Regions from separate parts of the Mus musculus genome. Here region 2 is linked to region 1. A link is a contact called in public promoter capture Hi-C data. All regions are on one chromosome and are shown on one strand. The core of a region is the stretch at or near the end of the contact, and the rest is flanking DNA. Distances in the headings are between cores, read along the strand shown.

Region 1 (6,358 bases), core at 3,573-6,072:
GTTCATTGATGTTCAGGCAATTACTTAAGTAAGCATGCTCAGCCAGCTGGGGAGTGCTACCCTGATAGCATTAGGCCTGTTGTAGCTTCGCTGTAGCACTTCAGATGTGTTGGCCTAAAGATAACGCATCTATAGAAATGTCTTCCTTATTAACAAATGGTGCACTTCAGAATTTTCCTGAGCTTTGTTTGTGGTTTGTCCTGTCAAAAGATAAGTCTGTGTCTTCATTTGGATGCACCTCCTAGTCCCTCGGTGTTCCTATATTGCACAGCAGGTAGTGGCTTCGGGCTGCCCGGTTTGTGTTATGGGATGTCTAAACCTGTAGAGACTGAAGTGAGACCTCCCAGAGTGGAGCTTTATGTGGGAGAACCCAGACTCACATCCGCAGCCATCTCTTACTTGGCTGGCAGGCCCCCAGACAAGTGGCGTGAGTTCTCTGCTTTGAGGGTTCCGTGAGATCACCTGCACCGTGGCGTTCAGTGAGAACCCGTAGTCAGTGCTTTGTAAATGTGACTTTCATTAAGTGCCATTAGCCAAAATCCAGACTCTAAAAGGCTTTTATTGGTGAATCTTAACATGGGGATTCCGCTTAGTATAGATTTCGTGGCTTTTCTCTTTCCTTGAGATTCATATTATGTGCATTTCTCAAAGTTCGCTGTGTGCCCACTCTTCACCCCTGGATAGCCTGCGAACGTGCAGTGTGAGAGCAAGCATGTTAAAAATAAAAAATGTTGAAAAGGAGCGCCCCCTTTCACCCAACTATTTTTATCTGTGTTACTGGCATTACTTTTAAGCTGAACCTCACAAATAACCCTGTCAAATGTTTCTAGAGTTCTAAGAAGGCAGAATATTAAACATTTACTGTGAAGCTGAACTGGAAGAGGGAGTGGTGCTGGCGGAATCATCCAGAACAGCGCTTTGTTCCCCTGGAACTTTAAGTTGTTCATTCATCTGAAATTCAGAAAAGCTACTTGTTTGAAGGGGAGAAAGAAGTTGCAACAGTGAGATATCACACCTTGACGCATCCCGGGAGCTGGTGCTAGCCCTCCACAGAGTAGGTCCGGACTGAGTATGCCCCGTTTACCCTTGGGTAACCTTCCTTCTTACCCAGTTAGTATCTTCAATTACACATCTGGAGGCATGACCTAGAGATGAACATTTGTTATTCAGAGACGTACATGATGACTGGTAGTGCTGTGCCAAAGCTGTTTTTCTATTTTCTGATAAATTTCAACTCTGTTCCAGTCATCGGAAGGTTCAAAGGTATTAGTAAAGCTGGAGGAAAGAAGAGGGGAGGGAGGAAGGCTGGCACAGCAGGGTCGGGGCCAGTGTAACCCTGAGCTATGAGAGGTGAGGGAGGGGGCCTGGCACAGCAGGGTCAGGGCCAGTGTTACCCTGAGCTATGAGAGGTGAGGGAGGGGGCCTGGCACAGCAGGGTCGGGGCCAGTGTTACCCTGAGCTATGAGAGGTGAGGGAGGGGGGCTGGCACAGCAGGGTCGGGGCCAGTGTAACCCTGAGCTATGAGAGGTGAGGGAGGGGGGCTGGCACAGCAGGGTCGGGGCCAGTGTTACCCTGAGCTATGAGAGGTGAGGGAGGGGGCCTGGCACAGCAGGGTCAGGGCCAGTGTTACCCTGAGCTATGAGAGGTGAGGGAGGGGGGCTGGCACAGCAGGGTCGGGGCCAGTGTAACCCTGAGCTATGAGAGGTGAGGGAGGGGGGCTGGCACAGCAGGGTCGGGGCCAGTGTAACCCTGAGCTATGAGAGGTGAGGGAGGGGGCCTGGCACAGCAGGGTCAGGGCCAGTGTTACCCTGAGCTATGAGAGGTGAGGGAGGGGGCCTGGCACAGCAGGGTCGGGGCCAGTGTTACCCTGAGCTATGATTTGGGAGCTTCCCCAGTCACTGCTCTCCTGGCTGCATCAGCTAGGCTTCCATCTTCTCAGTGCCTTTCTGAGCCCCCAGTGCTTTCTGCTGCCCAGCCCTGGTGTGCCTTCTCTCTGTTGTTTCACAGGCTTCCCTTTAAAGAGTGAGGCTCCAGGTCATGGGTCTTCAGATGCAGCAAGAGCGTGCATCCATCATCTCAGGCTTTGCATTAGCCACCCAGTTTGGCCCCCCCCCCCCTTGCAAGACAACAGCCCAAGGCCAAACATAGTAGTAGGGCTGGAATCCAAGAAAACGGATTTGTGAAATGGGGCGGCCTTGGCTCCCAGACGCAGCACAGCAAGCCTGCTCCTCTTGGTGCTCGGCCTGTCAATCACCCACCCTTTCTGCATCCTGCCCATCTTGCCACAGCTACAAGGTGCACCCCGCATCTCATCTTTTCTCTGAAGCTGCCCGACTGTGTGCCTGTCCCTCGTCCCCCTGTTCTGCTCTGCTGGTGTCTCCCTCTAACCCCAGCGGCCACCTTAAATGTCCATACTTGCTTTATATGCCCTGAGAATTCAGTGGTCTGATGAGCGCAAAGCCGTGAGACCAGAACATCTCCAGGGCCATCGCTTTATGGGTTTAAGCTCTGGGGCCTGTCACATCATTTTCCTGTTTGTGTTTATCTATCCTAATTGCCTTGAATTTATTTCTTGGCCAGGTGTGAACCTGGACATACTCTCGACTGCTATAAAGATCATCCCCCTGCAGTTGCATGCCCCGCAGTTCAGCCTGCCAGAACCCCTACTATTCACCAGCTTGGATGCTCTCGTAGGCTTGAGGTCCATTCCTGGCTCCCAGCCTGTTGTCCCCACAGTCTAGACCTGTAGAGAGGTTCAGGGTTAAGGTGACTTGCGGCAGTGGTGTTCCCCATCTGCCCTTGCTGATTGGTTTCTCCTCACCTTCGTCATCTGTCCCAACACCAGCACCCTGGGTTCCCTCCCGCCCTCACGGTTCTCCATGGGCAGATTCCAGACCTCACTCACACAGTCTTACTGTGGGAAGCCGGGCTAACTGAGTCCAGGGTGATCAGAAATAAGGAAGGAGCTGGTGCGTGATAGCTCACATGGTTACGTTTGCTGCTCCAGCGTGGTGTTGTAGTTTGCTTCCTGCCTCTGTAACAAACCCCATGACCAAAAGCAACTTAGGGAGAAAGGATCTCTCACCCCACAGCTTGTAGTTCATCATGAAGGAAAGTCAGGGCAGGAGCCTGGATGCGGGAGCTGAGGCAGAGGCCATGGAATGATGCCACTTACTGGCTTGCTCCCCATGACTCGCTCTGCCTGCTTTCTTGTATCACCTGAGAAGCAAGGATACAGGCAGGGGCCCAGAAAAGGCTCCACCCACAGCAGGCTGGCCCTCCCACATTTATCACTAACTGAGAAAATACCCCCACAGACTTGCCTAAAGGCCAGTATGATAGAGGTATTTTCTCAATTTAGGTTCCCTCTTCCCAGGTAACTCCAGCTGGTGTCAGGTAGCCAAAAAAAAAAAAAAAAAAAAAAAAACAAAAAACAAAACAAAAAACTAGACAGCAAAAAATGCAGATCTAAACTCAATCCCCAGCACCCACATATAAAAATCTGGTAATATATAATCATGGTAATATAGGTTTGTAATCCCTGCACACTGGGGAAGCGTAGACAGGCAGATCTCTGGAGCTTACTGGCCAACCAGACGAGATGAATTGCCAAGATTCACTGTAAGAGCCTATCTCAAAAACTAAGGTGGAGAGCAATGGAAAAAGACATCCAGTAGCCACCTCTGGCCCTTACCCATACATGCACCCAAACATGCATGCTTACATGAATGTGCGCGCGCGCACACACACACACAGAGCGTGTGAGAGAGAAATCGCGAGCACCAGAGCGAGCAGGGACCACTCTGGGAAAGTAAAACATCTCGGAGCTCAGGCCCTGGCGTGTGAAGACTTGGCTGCCTTTCCTTGGGTAATCAATCCACAGAGCTCCTGAAGCTTTGTTTTAGTATTGCTATCACTATGGGTTGTATCTGCCAAACACAGGCCTGGCGCTTGGTAACCACTTGCTTGCTTTCCATTCCTCCTTGGAAGTCAGACTCCAGAGCATCCAATAACCAGTGTACCAAAAAAAAAAAAAAAAAAAAAAAAAAAAAAAAAAAAAAAGGGGGAAAGAAAACAAACAAAAAACTGTGCCCACTATTCTTACCTGGTGGGAGGGAATTGCCTAAAGGGAGTGAAGATGGGTTCTCTGTGGAGATGGCACACCTTGGGCACTGCAGCAGTCTGGCCCTCCGTGGCGTCACCATACATGAACAGGTGCACAGTTTCTATGTGGTATTAAATTTTCATGAGGATGGAGAATCCAGGGAGGCACTGAGAGCCTATGAAGCCTTTCCTTCTCCCTAGAATCTCGGGGCTTTTAAAAGTGAGCCTCTGCAGAGTCAGCCTGCCGGTTTGTTGGCTGTGACATGAGGGGTGCTGACCTCTGGTGGTAGACATGTCAAAGTGACAGGTTCAGAAGGTCTGTCTGTGCTCTCTGAACTCTGACCTTCTCTGGCTGAGTTTATAGGCCAGGGATAAATTGATTCTTGACCACAAGAATAATTAAGATTGTATGAAATATCTGTAGTAGAAAACTTCCTGCCTAGCTTACCCTGTATTTAACATATTGCCACATGTTTTAGTATATCCAAAGTCAGGTTCAAACATATCCTAACGGTGTCCTAGGCTTAAGAAGGTACAGGAGTTGTCCTGTGGACTGTGCTTTGGAAGGTGTCTGCACCCCAGAAGTTTCTGGAATGAAATTTTAGTCCCCGTGTAACGTGGAAAGGAGATGTATCGTCTCCCAGGTATTGATTGGTTCTTCCTAGGCATCCTGGAAAGGATGAAGCCAGCCTCCCCGCTGTCTGGCTTCTTCTCTGTCCATAGAGCCACACCCTCTTGTACCGGCTGCTGTGTGATGCTCCCCCCCCACCCCCCATTATGACACAGCCAGTAGGACACTCAGCACACATAAACGCTATGCTCCTTAGGTCTTCCCGCTACCAAAATCATGAGCCAAGTAAATAGCTGTGTATTTTGTCCAAGAAGCAAAATCAGGCTAAGACAGACAGGAAAAGGTCGTGTTACCTAAAAGGAAAAAAAAAAAAAAATACCTGACTGGTTTAAACAAACAGGAAAGTGCATAGAGTGGTTGGATAGCAAGAAGTGGAACATATCACCAGCCTTGGCAAGTGCATGGAACCAAGTAGAAAGTCATTAGGAACCAAGGTAACACCTCCCATCACTCTGCTAGGGACTCGTGAACTTCCCTCCAGAAGACTGTCTTTCTACTTTATAGGCACCCCACCAGGGTCCAGGCCCCATCACTATCCAAATGGAACTCCATCCCACTCGCCAGAGTCCTGGGCCTGTCTCTGACCTTTGTGGCTTCCAGCTTCACCTGTCAGGTGTAAACAGGAACGGTGTTGATTGTCCAGCAGCACTGGAAAAATTGGAAAAGCATTTTTAATGTTCTCTTCTCCTAGATCTTTTGATGACTACTAGCATATACTGTGGAACTATGCTGAGTCTCAGATAACCCTAAGGCACAAAGCATTACACACACACACCCTGGGTCATAGAAGAGCAAAGTCAGAAGAGAAGAGGTGAGCCTGGCAGTGGTGCCTTTAATCCCAGCACTTGGGAGGCAGAGGCAGGTGGATTTCTGAGTTCAAGGCCAACCTGGTCTACAGAGTGAGTTCCAGGACTGCCAAAGATACACAGAGAAACCCTGTCACGGGGGTGGGGGGAGGGGGGGAAGAGGTGAAGTGCCCTCTTTAAGATGGCATATAACATTCCAGAGACTCCCCTAGAGTCAAGCCCATGTTGGAGGCCAATGTGAGGTCATCTTCCTTTCAGAAGATTACCATGGTCTCCTCTTTATTCTTTACTCCAATTCTGCCCTGCATCCAAACTTGCCAAGGTTAGCACAAACTTATCTTCCCCAAATCCAGTGGCCAGCAGTCAACCCTCGTCCCCATCTTAACCTGGAGTCCACAGAGTTGCCCCGTGCCCTCTTCTCAACGCTCATCCTTAATCTCTAAGGCATGGCTGGAGAGGTGGCTTGGTCCCTGGTGGGTTCCCCACCATAGCTGGTTGTAGATACCCTCTGTGGTTCTTTCTCTTCCCTTTGCAGCCAGTGTAACATGGCGTGACTCACAGCTCCATGCAGTCATCCTTCCTAACTGAATGGAAGAAACCAAATGTTCCTGTGGCTCTATCTGAGGCCTACTTACCTTCACACTGGTCCTCACCTAAGAGAGTGCTCACTCCTGGCTCTGACCCGACGTATTCATACTGGCCAGCATTTGGTTTCCTTACCACGAAACTTTAGTGTCTAAGGATGTCCAGCACACCTCTCTGGCCAGGCCTCTGTCCTTCACAGGTCGCTAGCTATCAAGACCAGCCACGATCCCTA
Region 2 (6,718 bases), core at 1,970-4,469, 160 kb before region 1:
CCCATAAGTGGGTGTATTCTATCTGTACGTAAGGCTGGCTTCTGTATTATGGCTTCTGACTCTGGTGTCTTCTTGGAGGGTGGCATGCAGTTGACCCATAGCAGTAGGGAGAAGTCTCTTTATAAAATGGCTAAACTGGTTTTTAAATCTCAGCCTGTGTCTAACGTTTATTCAGTTTGTAGAACCTCTTAGCTAGGAAAACCGGCTGCAGGCTTTTCCTGCTCTTTCCAACTTCCTGCTCTTATCCCTGAGTAGCTGCAGAAGGGTCACGCCTGGCTGGGAGGAAAGTGGCCCTGTGCCCTGGTCACTTTGCCCATTTGTGACAAGCTGAGGTCAGGGGGCCAGTCAGACAGCTGAAGCTGGGTTTCCTGAGTGACAGGCTGAGAGCCAGCTCCTGGCAGGACTTTGAAGCCCTAGATATTCGGGAACACCGCCTCTCTGAGCTGAGATTGCTAGAAGGCCAGTTTGCCTGTTTACTCTTTGTATCAGAGCCAAACATTTTCCATTATGAATGCATGGTGCCCCCTTCCCTCCCAGAGCCATTTACACAAAAGGAAGGATCTGACTGACTTGCAGGCGTGCGGGTGGAAGCCTCCCTCGGGGCTGGGTGCACAGGGCCACCAGGTTGTTGTGCTGACCCTTCGCCTTACTCCCTTCCTGTCCACCTTGCTGGAGTGCTGCTGAGCCTTGCTCCTAATTTCGCTGAGCCTCCACCCTGCTTTCATGTTCTGCCCAAGCCTGCAGCACCTTCCCCAGCCTGGACCTACCCTGCTCAGGCACTCCCGACCTAGCCTATTCCGACCTAGCCCGGCGGAGCCCCTTCCCCTATGCAGCTGATAACAGGAGCACTTCTGAACTTTCTTCCCATGCCTGGCTCCAAAGCTCTCCCAGGGTAGGGCAGGGCCTGGCAAAATCAGAGCTAACCAACTGTGGTCAGTGAGCTGAGGAGGGGGACAGAGGCAGCAGCGAGGTGCTGAAGCAGTGCCCTGACCCAGGAGGCCATACCATCACAAGGTAGAGGACTTCATTTTCCTGGCTGTGCATGCCCAAGCTCTGATACCTGTCCGGGCTTGGTAAGATTTGAGTATCCAAGTCCAGTCGTAACCAAAAGAGAGGTAGCAGAATTTCCTGTGGTTTACCTCTGTCATTTCCTACTGTGTTTAAAGTTTGGAATCTCTGGTTCTCTCCACTTTCAATTGTCATAAGAACACCTCCAAATGAGGTCTGTTTAAAATCCAACGCGCACATCACCAAAATGGACCGCATTGCTTGGTAAAACGTGTGTGTGTGTGTGTGTGTGTGTGTGTGTGTGTGTGTGTTGTGTGTGTGTATGCATTTGTGCAAATGTGTGAGTGTATAGGTTAACATTTTTAAAAGATTTTATTTCTATATTTGTTTATGTGTGTGGGTGTGTCCAGTCCTCTGCCAGAGCAGCAGAGCTCTTAAGCTGAGAGCCATCTCTCCACCACTATGGATTTAACTCTTACTGTACCATGAAATAGGTGTGTCTGGCAACTTCATTGTACAGTGGAGAAAAATGAGGTCTACGGTCTACGTGGTTAAGTGACTTCCCACACTGCGGTGCTGCTAAATGACATCAGTAAGATTTGAATCCACGGAGAAGCTTCCAGCCTTCACAGTGTGCTTGGGGAAATGAGCCCCACAGTGCCTAACACAGGGTGGCCCTGCTGCGGGCAAGTGTGGAAAATGTTGGGTGCCCATTGTGTTTCTGAGGTTTTGGGCAGGCAGGACCCTGAGCTTGCTGAGTGGCAGCCCAGTTCTCCTGCTCAGCCATCAAGGTGTGGTGTGCTTTAGGTCACAGACCTTCAAAGCTAGAGCACCTGAGATCAGCCATTGACTCTAGATGACCCAACTCCCAGCCCCGAGATGCAGCTGAAAGGGAGACCTAGTTCTGGAGCTTTCTAGTTTATGTAGGAACAAAGAAGAAGACAGTCCTGGGGAAAGCCCCTGGTTTTTCTTCCTCACCCCATGCCCTCAGCCTCCACCTTACCCCTCCCATGAGGCCCTTAGTTAGGAATTGCTTCGAAAGCAGCTTTTTCCTTCTGGAAACGTCTTTGGTGGCTGCTGTCAACTCCAGCCTGCTTATTCATTGTCTCTGTGCATGACTTCCTTTCTGAAGTCCACAATACTGGACTGGGGTCCTCTCTGTCTTCTCTTCTTCTTGTGCCCCAGCTTGAGTCTGGGAGGGGACCCAAGAGACAGAGCAGGAACAACCCGCCTTAGACAAGAAACAGGCATAAATCCCTTCTTCCTCACTCCCAACACCCATGCTGTGAGCGGACTCCTCTCCCAGGCAATAGCCCCCACTCCTCAGGTCTGGGGAGCTTTACCCTAGATTAGCAGATGAACTTGTATGAGAAAGTCACATTCAGTCAGGGATGATGGCGCAGTTGGAGAGTATGCCTCTTATATAGGAGTGGAGCCCTGTATAAGGACCTGTATTAGATGCAAGCCAGAGCCCCTTGTGTTGTGGGGTGTCAGTCATCAGGACAGGGGCAGGGGAAGGTGGGCCTGGACAAAGGAGAGAGAGAGTGTGTGTTATTTGCCTCAAATCCTTACATGCTTCTTCATGCAACATCTTATTACAAAGGGCTCCACTGTAGCAAACATGAAAGAAAAACCCTTTCACATCTGACTTCTGATCTTTGGACTGTGCACACGTCAGGTTTGTTCAGCCATGTGCAAAGTGGATGGGGCCATCTTCATCATCAGGCAGAGGGTAAAAATCAGGAGTGTCTGGGTTCTTGCCTTGGCCCACACCAGTCAGCTGTGGTATCACAGGCAAGTCACTGGCCTTGTGGTCTTGTGGGACTAAGGGTTTTTTGGTGTGTGAATGGTGAGTCTGTCCTTTGACAAGTGACATATTTAAATACTAATGAGTGGTACAGTCCACATGTGAACTCTTGGTACACACAGCAGGCTTCGAATGAAGGGTCAGACAGGTCCATAGTCTGGTGACAGGGGAGCTGGTGACCCTGGGGGCAGTTTCTAAATGCTGTGGGATTCCAAGCAGTAGCTCAAGGCTCTTTAAGACCTCAGAGCATTCAGAGATGGTATTGACAGATGAACGACTGTTCTGTGGAAGTCCTGACATAGGTTTGGAACGATTCCGAGTGTCTCTGCAGTTCAAAAGACTGTCTTAAGCTCCAGCTCCATGCACAGGACTGGGCCACGCTGCCTGCCACAGAGCTTTGGCCTCAGCTCTTTTGTGCACTTTCTGTTTAGAGACAGGCCTGATAGCTAGGGACAGAGTGGTCTGTACACAGAAAGGAAACCTTAGAATAGTTTCCAGTTTCCTGTGATGATTGTAGGTGGCAAGGTCGGACCTGTTCTGGGCTGTTTGGCAGATTCTCTCTGAGCTCTGCCTTCGTCTGTCTGTCTGTCTGTCTCTCTTTCTTTCTTTCTTTTTCTTTTTTTCTTTTGCAGAGATCAAACTCAGACCTATATCAAGTATGTTCCTACAGAGTCACGGTCAAAGCCCAAAGGTTTGTGTTGTTTTTAATGGCAAAGCTCCATAGCATGGTCATTTGAGGTTATGGGCTCAGGTCAATGGTGTCTGAGCCCAGGGGCAAGCAGCTTGGGGAGAAAAAAAAAGGCAGGCTCTGCAGGGGTTCTAGCCTTCCCTGAGCTGCCTAGCAAGCCATGCATTGCAGACTCCTAAGGATTCCTACAAGGCCCAGTGGACCTCTCCGGAGGGTTGGTGTCCAGTCACCCTTTGAGAGGCTGCTAGGCCGGTCTGCATAGGACAGAGTTGCTGAGTGCAGGGGCAATGCTGGGCAGAGACTCCCTCTTGCTTCAGGGGCTCACCACGACTGCTGCCCTGGCCTCTGGCCTGAGACTGCAGCTGTCAGACAGGGGTAGTAGCACCAGCACTAGGGAGGGAGGAGAGAGATTCACTGAGCAGCATCTCTGTATTGAACTTATAGGTGCATGGCCAAAGATGGTGTGCCATCAGGCCAGTGTTTATGTTAGATCCTAGGATACTAAGAAATCCACTCAGGTGGCTATCCACAGACAGGAGTAGAAGGCACAAGATTTATATACATGTGTGCTCTGGATTTCTGGGCTTGTGTGTCACTAGTATGGTTCAAGAAATATTGTGCATGGCTTGAGGTTTTGTTGTTGTTGTTGTTTTTGGTTTTTGGGGGTTTTTTTTGGCCATATTTACTGTTTACTGTGTTTTGTGTCTTTGAAGTCACTGAATTTTTAAATGTAATTTCTTAATATACATGCTTAATCAGAGCCAGCTGGACAGTTTGATGTGACAATAATGTGCCCCAGAGACTATGGCAGCAATTGTATTTTACATAATTTATTTATTATCATTATGTGTGATGCAGATAGATGTTGTAACACATGTGTGAACGCTACTGACCAGCTTGGTGGAGTCTGTGCCTTTCACCTATATTCGGATTCCACTGATCAAACCCAGGTCATTCCGCCCTTCGGGGGTTCTATCTGCAAACACCTGTTATCCACAGAGCTATCTTGAAAGCCCTGTAGCCTCATTTTTCATTGCAGAAATAGTAAGTACAGACCACAGAGAAAAAAAAAAAAAACCAAAGATACAAAGAAGTGAAAGCAGGCAGATAAAAGGCTGGCAGTCTCAGAACAGTGTAGTCCGTACTGCAGTGCGGAGTCAGGCTGTGACGGAATCCGCAACATTACGGTCTCCATTTAGTAACTGTTCCACTTTGCTTTCTGTCACTGTGATGAACACCACCGAAGGCAGCTTGTGTGAGGGGAAGGTTACTTCAGCTTACAGGTTACAGTCCATCATAGAGGGAACGCCATGGCAGGACCCATGGAGGGAGGCTGCTTACTAGCTTGCTCCAGCCAGTCCAGTTCTCCCGTTGAGGCTCCCTCTTCCCCCGTGTGTCAGGTTGACAACGAAGCCTGCCCATCACAGTGACCATGGTAACTCAGCTTCTCAGACGCTTGTTTTCCTTATTCTTGAGGAACCGTCTGAGGGAGTGGGGTGGGGAGGTGACTCAGTTAGTGAAGTGTTTACTGTGTAAGCCTAATCACCTGAGCTTCATCGCCAGAACCCATGCAAAAGAGAGAGAGAAAGAAACTGGTGGGGGCTGGGCGCAGCGTGCTGTAAGGCACTGGGAGGCAGAGTCACAAGGAGCTCAGGGAGGCTGGCTGGATTCTCGCTGAATCCGTGAGCTACAGATTCACTAAGAGGCCCTGCCTCAAAAACCATGGAGCAGAGTGACTAAGGAAGGTGCGTAGCGTCAACCTCTGAGACCCCCACATACGTGTGCATGCGTATGTGTACACACCACACACATATGCTCTCGAGAGCGCACACACAGAGACAGAGACAGAGACAGAGACAGAGACAGAGACAGAGACAGAGACAGAGAAGAAAATAATGTGACAGCCTCCTAGGTGGGCTGAAATGGCCCCTGCAAAGTGAACTGTGAATTCAGTGAAAACAAATCGGTGAAAACCTATCATATGTGTCAGCATAGAGATGCCAGCACAGGGTCCCTCATGGAGCTGGGAGAACTTCAGAGTCTGCAGGTGCCCGCCTGTAGGAGATTGTGAGGACTTTGAGTGACAGGTGCAGCAAGCCCAGGAGGTGAGAGGAGGGGAGCCTTTGGGCTGTATCCCTGCTAAAGAGAGTTTGTCCCTGGGTGCCCCAAGCTGTCAAGTCACTCTCTCTCTCTCTATCTCTCTTACTTGCTTGTCCCTCATTGGGGTCTAAGAAGGGTACCAGAATGACACTTGGAAAAGTGAGACAGGGGAGCTGGGGTTTGTGTCAGGGAGCATCCCACTATGGCTCCTCCTGAGGCTGGTTCATACCAGCAATGGTGTTCAGGTTCTGCCAGGACCTTCTGTCCAGTGGCGTTTGCCTTCTGAGAGAACTGACTCTGCCTTCTAAAGTGAGAAGGCAGACATGCCTTCCCCAAAGGGGAAACATGAGCCCCTTAAGCAGTCAATGGAGGCTGTAGGAGCAAGACTTCACACAGGTAAAGACCGGCCAGGCGTGTGTTTGGAAACTGCAGGGAACAGCACTTGCTTTGCTCCTCAGTCTCTTCAGCGATACCCTGACCCTGACAGGTAGGCAGAGCTGGAGATAGCCATGTGCTCCACAAGTCATTTGCAGGCACCTGCTCCCAAGTGAAGCACACCTACCCATCTGTTTCCCTGTTTTCCAGCTTTTCCAGGCAAAACAAATCCACCCCCCTCCCCCAACCCAGGCTTGTTCATATGCTTTGGAATAAAGCACAAAGCAGTAACACAGGTCCAGCTCATCCAGGGAGCTGGTTGGAGAGCCAGCAGGAGAAAATACTGAGGTTGGCCAGGTCTCTGGTATGGCCACTTGCATCATGCCCAGAGGGCTGCTTTCAGGATCTGCCCTCTGCTCGGTGGTATATACAGTGGGTTTTGCTAAGCTCTGTGTTGATTCTGGTACTGCCCTCTGGCTCCAGAATAATCGTGCACATCTCCAGCTGATACTCATTTTGCCTAAATGCTTGTTCATCCATTATCCCAACAGCAACCCTGGAAGATGCTTAGAGCCAGTATTTCCACACAGATGGTTTTCTAAGAGGCAGGACCGGGGCGGCCCAGAGAAGGACTGAGCTGTGACACAGACCTGGATTGTTTAGGCCTGAAAAGGACCTTGCAGTATATCATTGTAACATTGCTCAGGTTACAGGAGAGAAAACAGTTTCAGCTTTGAGTG

What was found. Promoter capture Hi-C pulls out the DNA fragments that hold promoters and counts their contacts.
Region 2: a promoter capture Hi-C map of liver shows a contact between it and region 1, with 2.4 times the contacts expected there. The contact joins the enhancer-like site here to the promoter of Prkag2os1 in region 1. A contact is called at or near these places in 2 of 39 promoter capture datasets (liver and pre-B cells), 2 of 484 Hi-C or Micro-C datasets (the N1E-115 cell line and myocytes), 1 of 115 datasets of contacts at active chromatin or transcription factors (embryonic stem cells) and 1 of 9 other capture datasets (adipose tissue).

The regions. Positions count from the first base shown.
Region 1 is chr5:24,901,033-24,907,390 of GRCm38.p6, reverse strand. Prkag2os1 (protein kinase, AMP-activated, gamma 2 non-catalytic subunit, opposite strand 1) reads right to left here and starts at 4,822. Exons shown (of 7, transcript NR_040684.1): 1 at 4,553-4,822; 2 at 4,106-4,226; 3 at 2,906-3,034; 4 at 2,675-2,743; 5 at 1,108-1,275; 6 at 863-951; 7 at 542-685. The region is part of intron 5 of Prkag2 (protein kinase, AMP-activated, gamma 2 non-catalytic subunit); the gene reads left to right.
Region 2 is chr5:25,061,007-25,067,724 of GRCm38.p6, reverse strand. All of the region lies in intron 1 of Prkag2 (protein kinase, AMP-activated, gamma 2 non-catalytic subunit), which reads left to right. Among named protein-coding and RNA genes, the nearest start is that of Gm42232, 36 kb to the left of the region's middle. Within about 2 kb of position 3,219, at least 9 of the 459 cell types and tissues checked have an H3K27ac peak or open chromatin away from gene starts, as enhancers often do. A contact at or near this core is called in liver, where this site is marked.